Regions from separate parts of the Sus scrofa genome. Here region 2 is linked to region 1. A link is a contact called in public HiChIP or PLAC-seq data. All regions are on one chromosome and are shown on one strand. Each heading gives the region's core, a stretch centred on a gene start, on an enhancer-like site or on the middle of the called end of the contact. The rest is flanking DNA. Distances are from core to core; before and after follow the strand shown. Region 1 overlaps SLC22A23 (solute carrier family 22 member 23). Region 2 has its middle 38 kb from the start of PXDC1.

The links. HiChIP or PLAC-seq counts read pairs in DNA pulled down with a chosen protein or histone mark.
Region 2: a contact with region 1 is called in an H3K27ac HiChIP or PLAC-seq map of alveolar macrophages. The contact joins two enhancer-like sites. A contact is called at or near these places in 2 of 47 Hi-C or Micro-C datasets (epiblast stem cells and fetal liver) and 1 of 2 datasets of contacts at active chromatin or transcription factors (alveolar macrophages).

Annotation. Positions count from the first base shown.
Region 1 is chr7:2,055,965-2,058,981 of Sscrofa11.1, forward strand. All of the region lies in intron 3 of SLC22A23 (solute carrier family 22 member 23), which reads right to left. Among named protein-coding and RNA genes, the nearest start is that of SLC22A23, 74 kb to the right of the region's middle. Within about 2 kb of position 1,472, at least 48 of the 83 cell types and tissues checked have an H3K27ac peak or open chromatin away from gene starts, as enhancers often do. A contact at or near this core is called in alveolar macrophages, where this site is marked.
Region 2 is chr7:2,209,476-2,212,492 of Sscrofa11.1, forward strand. No RefSeq gene overlaps it. Among named protein-coding and RNA genes, the nearest start is that of PXDC1, 38 kb to the right of the region's middle. Within about 2 kb of position 1,401, at least 3 of the 83 cell types and tissues checked have an H3K27ac peak or open chromatin away from gene starts, as enhancers often do. A contact at or near this core is called in alveolar macrophages, where this site is marked.

The DNA.
Region 1 (3,017 bases), core at 222-2,721:
GACAGGAGTGACAGGGGTTCAGGGATGGGGCAGGGGGAGCGGTGCTGCTGGCCGGGAGGGCTGGACATTCTAACAACGCTTGGCGGCTGAGCCTGCAGGTGGGGGTGAAGATGGGTAACCCTAGTTCCCACGATCACGAGAAACCAGGCACACGCACTCCTGGGGAGCGGCCTGCGGGCGCCCAGAACATCCAGGAGGAACCGGTCAGCTGCCCAACAGCTGACGGGGCTGGATCGCCAAGCAGGGCCTCCAATCCAGCCAGACCGGGCCTGGCGTCAGCAGCGCCTGCCCAGCAAGGGAATCCACGGAGACGAGGACCTGGCAGTCGCCCACTTCCTCGTCCGCTTCCGAAAACACAGGCGCCACGCACGGCCCTGCAGCCGCGCCTCCGCGGCACTGGCCAGGCTTCAGCAGCAGCGGCGGAGGGTGTATTTCAGAACCGAACCCGCGGCCAGGACCCCCTCCCCTCCACGTAGGACACTGCTTCCCGGGTCTGGAGCTTTGCTGTAACCGTGTTTTCTTGTCCTCGCCGGCCCAGCGGTGAGCCCAGCCCGGCTTGGCCGCCTGGGGTGTGACGGCAGCAGCCATCACAGTCGGGGCCGGTGACACCCGGGCCCTTCAGAGCCCTTCCAGACGCACTGCCCCGTAAGCCCTCGCGGATCCTGTAATTAAGGACACTGGGCCTTGTGCCCATTTCTAAGATGGGAAAAAGGCACCTTCAAGGCTTTTGGTCATTGACGCGAGGACATGCACAGGCCCAGGCTTTTTGCTTCCCAGCCCCGTGGTCGGCCTGGGGCTGCAGCAGCCCGAACACACCGTCTTCAAGCAGTCACCCCAGCCGCACTGCCTGGGGAGGACACAACCAAAAGGCACACAAAGCCAGAGGCGGGCGAGCGCTGCAGGCCACATCACACGCCCCGAGTCCCTAAGGTCCAGCGGCATTTAGGGGCCGGGGAATATTTATCATTGTTTACACCAAACAAACCCTCCCTCGCCTTAAGCAAAGGCCAAAAGCCCAGTAACCCCCCCCCAGTGCAAACACCAGCTGGAGGACTTGCTCCGGCCTCCTCAGGAAGTCTGCGCTAATAATTATCCAGACAGCACTCTGAGGTCAAGGCAGGCTGGGCGCCCGGGGTGGCACAGGACCGTCCCCCAACCAAGCCACATGAGGAAGGGGACTCGGGCTCAGATGGGTCGTCTTCCCTGCTCCCACGCCCTGCCCTGGCCACAGATCTTAACCGCTTCAAAGACTGAACTCCACAGGCCGGGCTGGCTTCCTCTAAATATCCAAAAGACATCTAAATGCGTGTGCCATACACACAAATCCAGGCTCACCCTTTCTGGTTCCCAGATTAAAAGCAGCTTGAGTCTAGGAACTGTGCTCTTACTCAAAGTCACATGTCCGACTCTTGACCCGGAGAAGACACTGAATAACGATGAGTCACAGAAAACAGAAGGACAGCTGTGCAAAATACACGCACCCTGTCTGCCCACTCAGCAGGGCTCATGCAGAAACGCTACACTAGGAGAAGCCAGGACGAGGGAGCGGCCTGCGGGCCTCGGGGGGCCGACCGTCTGAGGCAGGAGGCACGGGACTAGCTGCCCAGACAAGTGGTGTGCGGAGGCGGGAGGGAGCCCTGGGGAGGGCTCCGCAGGGGAAGCAGCGCTGAAGCTGGGCCCGGGGGCACGTCGGTCTCGCTGTCCTGCCTTGTGGGTGGCAGGAGGGGAAGGGCTGGGAGGGGGCCTGGCAGAGCAGCTCACTCCCGGAAAGAGAGCCGTGCGGGAGAGGCCAGAGTTGGCTTGTTATCAGGATCCAAAGTCCCTGGGAGGGCCTGTTTCAGCCACAGTGACAAGGCCAGGAGCCACAGCTGCGTGAGGAGAGGGCCACAGGGAGGAGCCACGCGGCTCGGGTGGCCCTGCTCTCCGCCCCCCTGGCGCCTCTGAAGCAGGGCTCCACCATCTGCCAGTTCCACACCCCGTTTGCTGCCCCCACCCATGTGTCTCTGTCATTCAGGACGACAGGAGGCCAGGAAGTCCCGTCACACAACTGCCAAGAGGGAAACTAACTTGGTGTCACAGAGACGGGTCAGAGACCAGACAGGCCACAACCGGACTCCCAGGGCGTTTCAACTGAGAGCGGGATGGGCACAGAGAAGGGGGGTTAGGGACACACGCACTGAGACCCGTCTCGCGCCGGGACGCCCCGGGATGCACGCCTCGAGGAGGACTCGCCACCACCGGGCAGACGCGGAGGCTGCTGAGCCCGCCGCCTGGTGCTGGCACCTCCAACCCTCCTCACCCAGTGGGTCCCGCGGGCATGAACAGCCACCCGAGGGCAAGTTTCAAACAAACGGACACCAAGGAGGCCGGACGGAGCCGACAGGCGGGATGCAGACGCTCGCCGCCCCCAGGAACACGCTCGTCCAGACTCCGTGAGACCCCGTCACAGCCCCGAGGACGGCACGGACGCGGAGAGGGGAGCCCGGCTCTGCTCGTGGGGACGGAACACGCGCATGTGCGGGGACAACGGGACGGAGGGTCCTCAAAAAGCTCAAGACACAGAACTACCGTATGACCCCGCAATCCCGCTTCTGGGTATGGACCCCGAATCACCGAAAGCGGAGACTGAGAAGGGGTGTCTGTACCCCCGTGCGCACAGCAGCGTATGCGTCATAGCAGCCAAAGGGGGGACGTGATCCGAATTCCCTCTGAGGGTGGATGGAGAAACAAAACATGGTCTGCCGGGCGACGGGACACGGCTCAACCTTGAAAAGACGGGAAATCCTGACACGTGTCCCAACACGGATGGACCTGGAGGACGTGACGCCGGTCATACGAGGACAGGGCCTGCAGGATTCCACCCACATGAGGCCCCTAAAGTCACCGCATTCACAGAGCCAGGAAGTGGAGGGTGGGGCTCGGGGGTTCGAACGACGGGGAGGGGGACGGGGAATCAGAGTTTAACGGGACGGCGTTTGGGTTCTGCAAGAGGCACACGTTCCGGAGACAGACAGACG
Region 2 (3,017 bases), core at 151-2,650, 150 kb after region 1:
TGGCTGGCCAGCAAGCTGGACAGAAGGAGAGTCTTCTTAGTCTCTGGAAGTTTGGAGCTGGGAGAACAAATAAAGATACTTTGCAGCGGTTCTTACCCAGAGGGTCAGAAAACAGTGGAACTCTTGACCAAGTAGCAGCAGGGCGACTTCAGCTGCCAACCAGGAACTGTGCTCAAAGGGACAGTGGGATCACCAGGGCTGCCAGACTGGGGTGGGTCCAGCGCCCACACGGATCAGAGCAGAAGGAACAGGGAAAACCACAGATTTAGCGCAATGGTTTCCTTCTAAGAAGGCAGAGGCGAAGGGCCAGAAGGGAAGTGAGTACACACCGCCCCCTCCTCCTGGGCCCCAGAGCACCGATGGAGTGCACCCCCCCTGCCTCCACCCTGCACCTTCAACACGAAGGACCCTAAGTTTTAACAAGGTGCTAAAAGTTGGGGGTGGGAGGGCTGGGCTTGGAATCCTGAAATTTCTTTAGAACCCATGTCCTTCCTGTGCTAATGTAGTAACACGAATAATATTCATTGTTGACTCTGTGTGTGTGTGTGTGTGTGTGTGATTTGTTAGGATCAAGACTTGCGTCCGAAATAGCGATTCTCAGCTGAGGGCCTTTTCCACCGCCCACCCCCGTCCCCAGCCCCGAAGGTCTGCCAGCGCCGGGAGACAGTTCTGATTGTCGGAGCTTAGGGAAGAGGTGCCACTGGCATCTCGTGGGCATGGGCCGGGGAGGCTGCCAGACCTGCTCAGGGCACCAACAGGCCCCGCAGCAGAGAATGATCCAGCCCCAGGCGCCAGTCCTGCTGGTGGTGAGACCCTCATCTAGAATGGACACGTCTCGTTGAAACAAGGGTCTGTCTTCCCGTGGCGAGGGGTGGGGGGCGGGCTCCACAGGGGCTCCTCCTTTAAACAGAGCTGACCCTTTGAGTAACACTGGCCAGAGAAGGGCATTTTGGAAAAGGTTTCCCTCGGTGTAAATTCTCTCAAACTGCAGGCTCATTACCAGGCTGGCGGATGGTGCGAAACCCCAGCATCGCCCATCTTCAGGGGCCAATCCCCCGAACCCCCCACCTGAACCAAACCAGCGGGAGACCCTCTCCCACAGAGGGGACGAGGCTCTGAGGAGCTGGAAGAGGCGCCAGCTTTTCCAGCCTCACGGGACCTCCGGGAGGGTCCCGGCCCCTGGGCCCGGGTGGGGGAGGGCCAAGCGGGGGTCTAGCTGCATCCAGTGAGTGGGCTTCGATCCAGCGGTAACTGTCACTTGGGCAACGTCACCTTGCTGTTGCCCCTCCCCCTGCAGTGACGTGGACGCTGAGATGACAGCCATGTCCAGACTGTACTGTCTCGGGGAAGCTGTGGTTAGGAAGTGACAGTGTCCGTGGCACATGGCATGCCCAAGGGTTTCCCACATGCGCTCCCCTTTGCCAGTCAGCACGGCTGTCCCTGGGCTCTGCCTTCCCCAAAGTCAGGGATGGTGACAGTTCATCTGACAGCCCCTGGCCAAGTCCTGCCCACACGCTTGCCAAGTGTGGTTAACAGTGACAGTGACAGGGACAGAAACGCATGTTTCTTTCCCATGCGAGCAGCCCTCCTTCGAGACAAGGTCATACCCAGCAAGTTCCCCTTCGTCCCTACTTTTTTTTGAAGGGCAGCCCCTGCGGCACACAGAGGTTCCAAGGCTAGGGGTCGAATCGGAGCTACAATTGCCAGTCTACACCATAGCCACAGCCATGCCAGATCCGAGCTGCATCTGCGAGCTACACCACAGCCAGGGGATCCTTACCCACTGAGGCCAGGATTGAACCCACATCCTCATGGATACCAGCTGGGTTCTTAACCTGCTGAGCCACAGTGGCAGCTCCGCTTAGTCCCTACTTTTAAGAGAAGAGAGAACAAAAGGCTTCTCACCATTTTAGCAGGAAGACAGAAGTGCAGGCTTCTTGCCCTCGAATGACCAGAACTTACCCGAGAGCCTGCCTTCAAATGTCAGGATGGCATTTACCCTGACAGGGTTCCTGTCCCCATGCAGAAAGCTGCTCTAACCCGGCCTGCCAGCCGGGACGCCGTGTCTCAACCTCACGTCAGGTTTGGGAGCTTTCAGGGAGAGGGTTTGGGGTCTCTCCTGGGAGGCCCCAGGAAGGAGCAAGGCTGACCTGGGGCCTTGGAGGGGCACCTTCACATGGCTGCTCTGGGAGAGGCCTGAGACGCCTCTGCCGGGGTGGGTCCAGGGACAGAACCAGAACCAGGGGCCGTCAGGCCATAGCGGATGCTGAGGCCTCGTGGGATGGCCTGCAACTGCTGTGCCATTGACCTCCTTCCACGTGGACTCCCGACACTGTCTGCGAGACGGACATCGGGGTCCCTGGCCACTGAGGAAGCCACAATGGATGGAAATTCGCCATCCAGGCAAAGGCTGACGCTGCTTTGGCGCAGGTCAATACACACCTCCCATCCTCTGACAGCTTCGCACGACTTGAACCAGCTTGTGAGGCCAGAGTCCAAGCCCCTGGGGGCCTCCGTCATCAGGGAGGCACCCACGTTGCATCAGAGCCGATGGCAGGGATGACTGGACCCAGGACCCAGGAGCTCTCGGCCACATTCCCTGGGGTTCTAGCCCCTCCCTCTTAGAGGCCCAGGCTCTGCCTTGGGCAGGGGTCCAGAAGTTTCCGGGGCTGACTCTCAGGCCCCTCCCGCTCCCCTCCCCCTCCCCTGGGTGCTCCCCAGTCAGCCCAGCCCGCGTCCCTCTCTCTGCTGAGTAATTGGGGTGAAACTACAGCACAAGCCTGGCCCCCGGCTCTGAGATCAGGTGGCTGAGAGTCACCTCACGCCAACGAAAATTATGAAAAGGCAGCAAATATTATGAACAGGATGAGGGCAGCTCTGTTGTGCTTTTTATTGGAAACGCATGCTTTATTTTCCACATTTGAGGCCGTGTACCTTGTTGGTGGCTGCCAATAAATCGTGTGGTTTGGAAAATGACATCCAATGAATGCAAGCAATAAATCCTTCATTTTGGACAC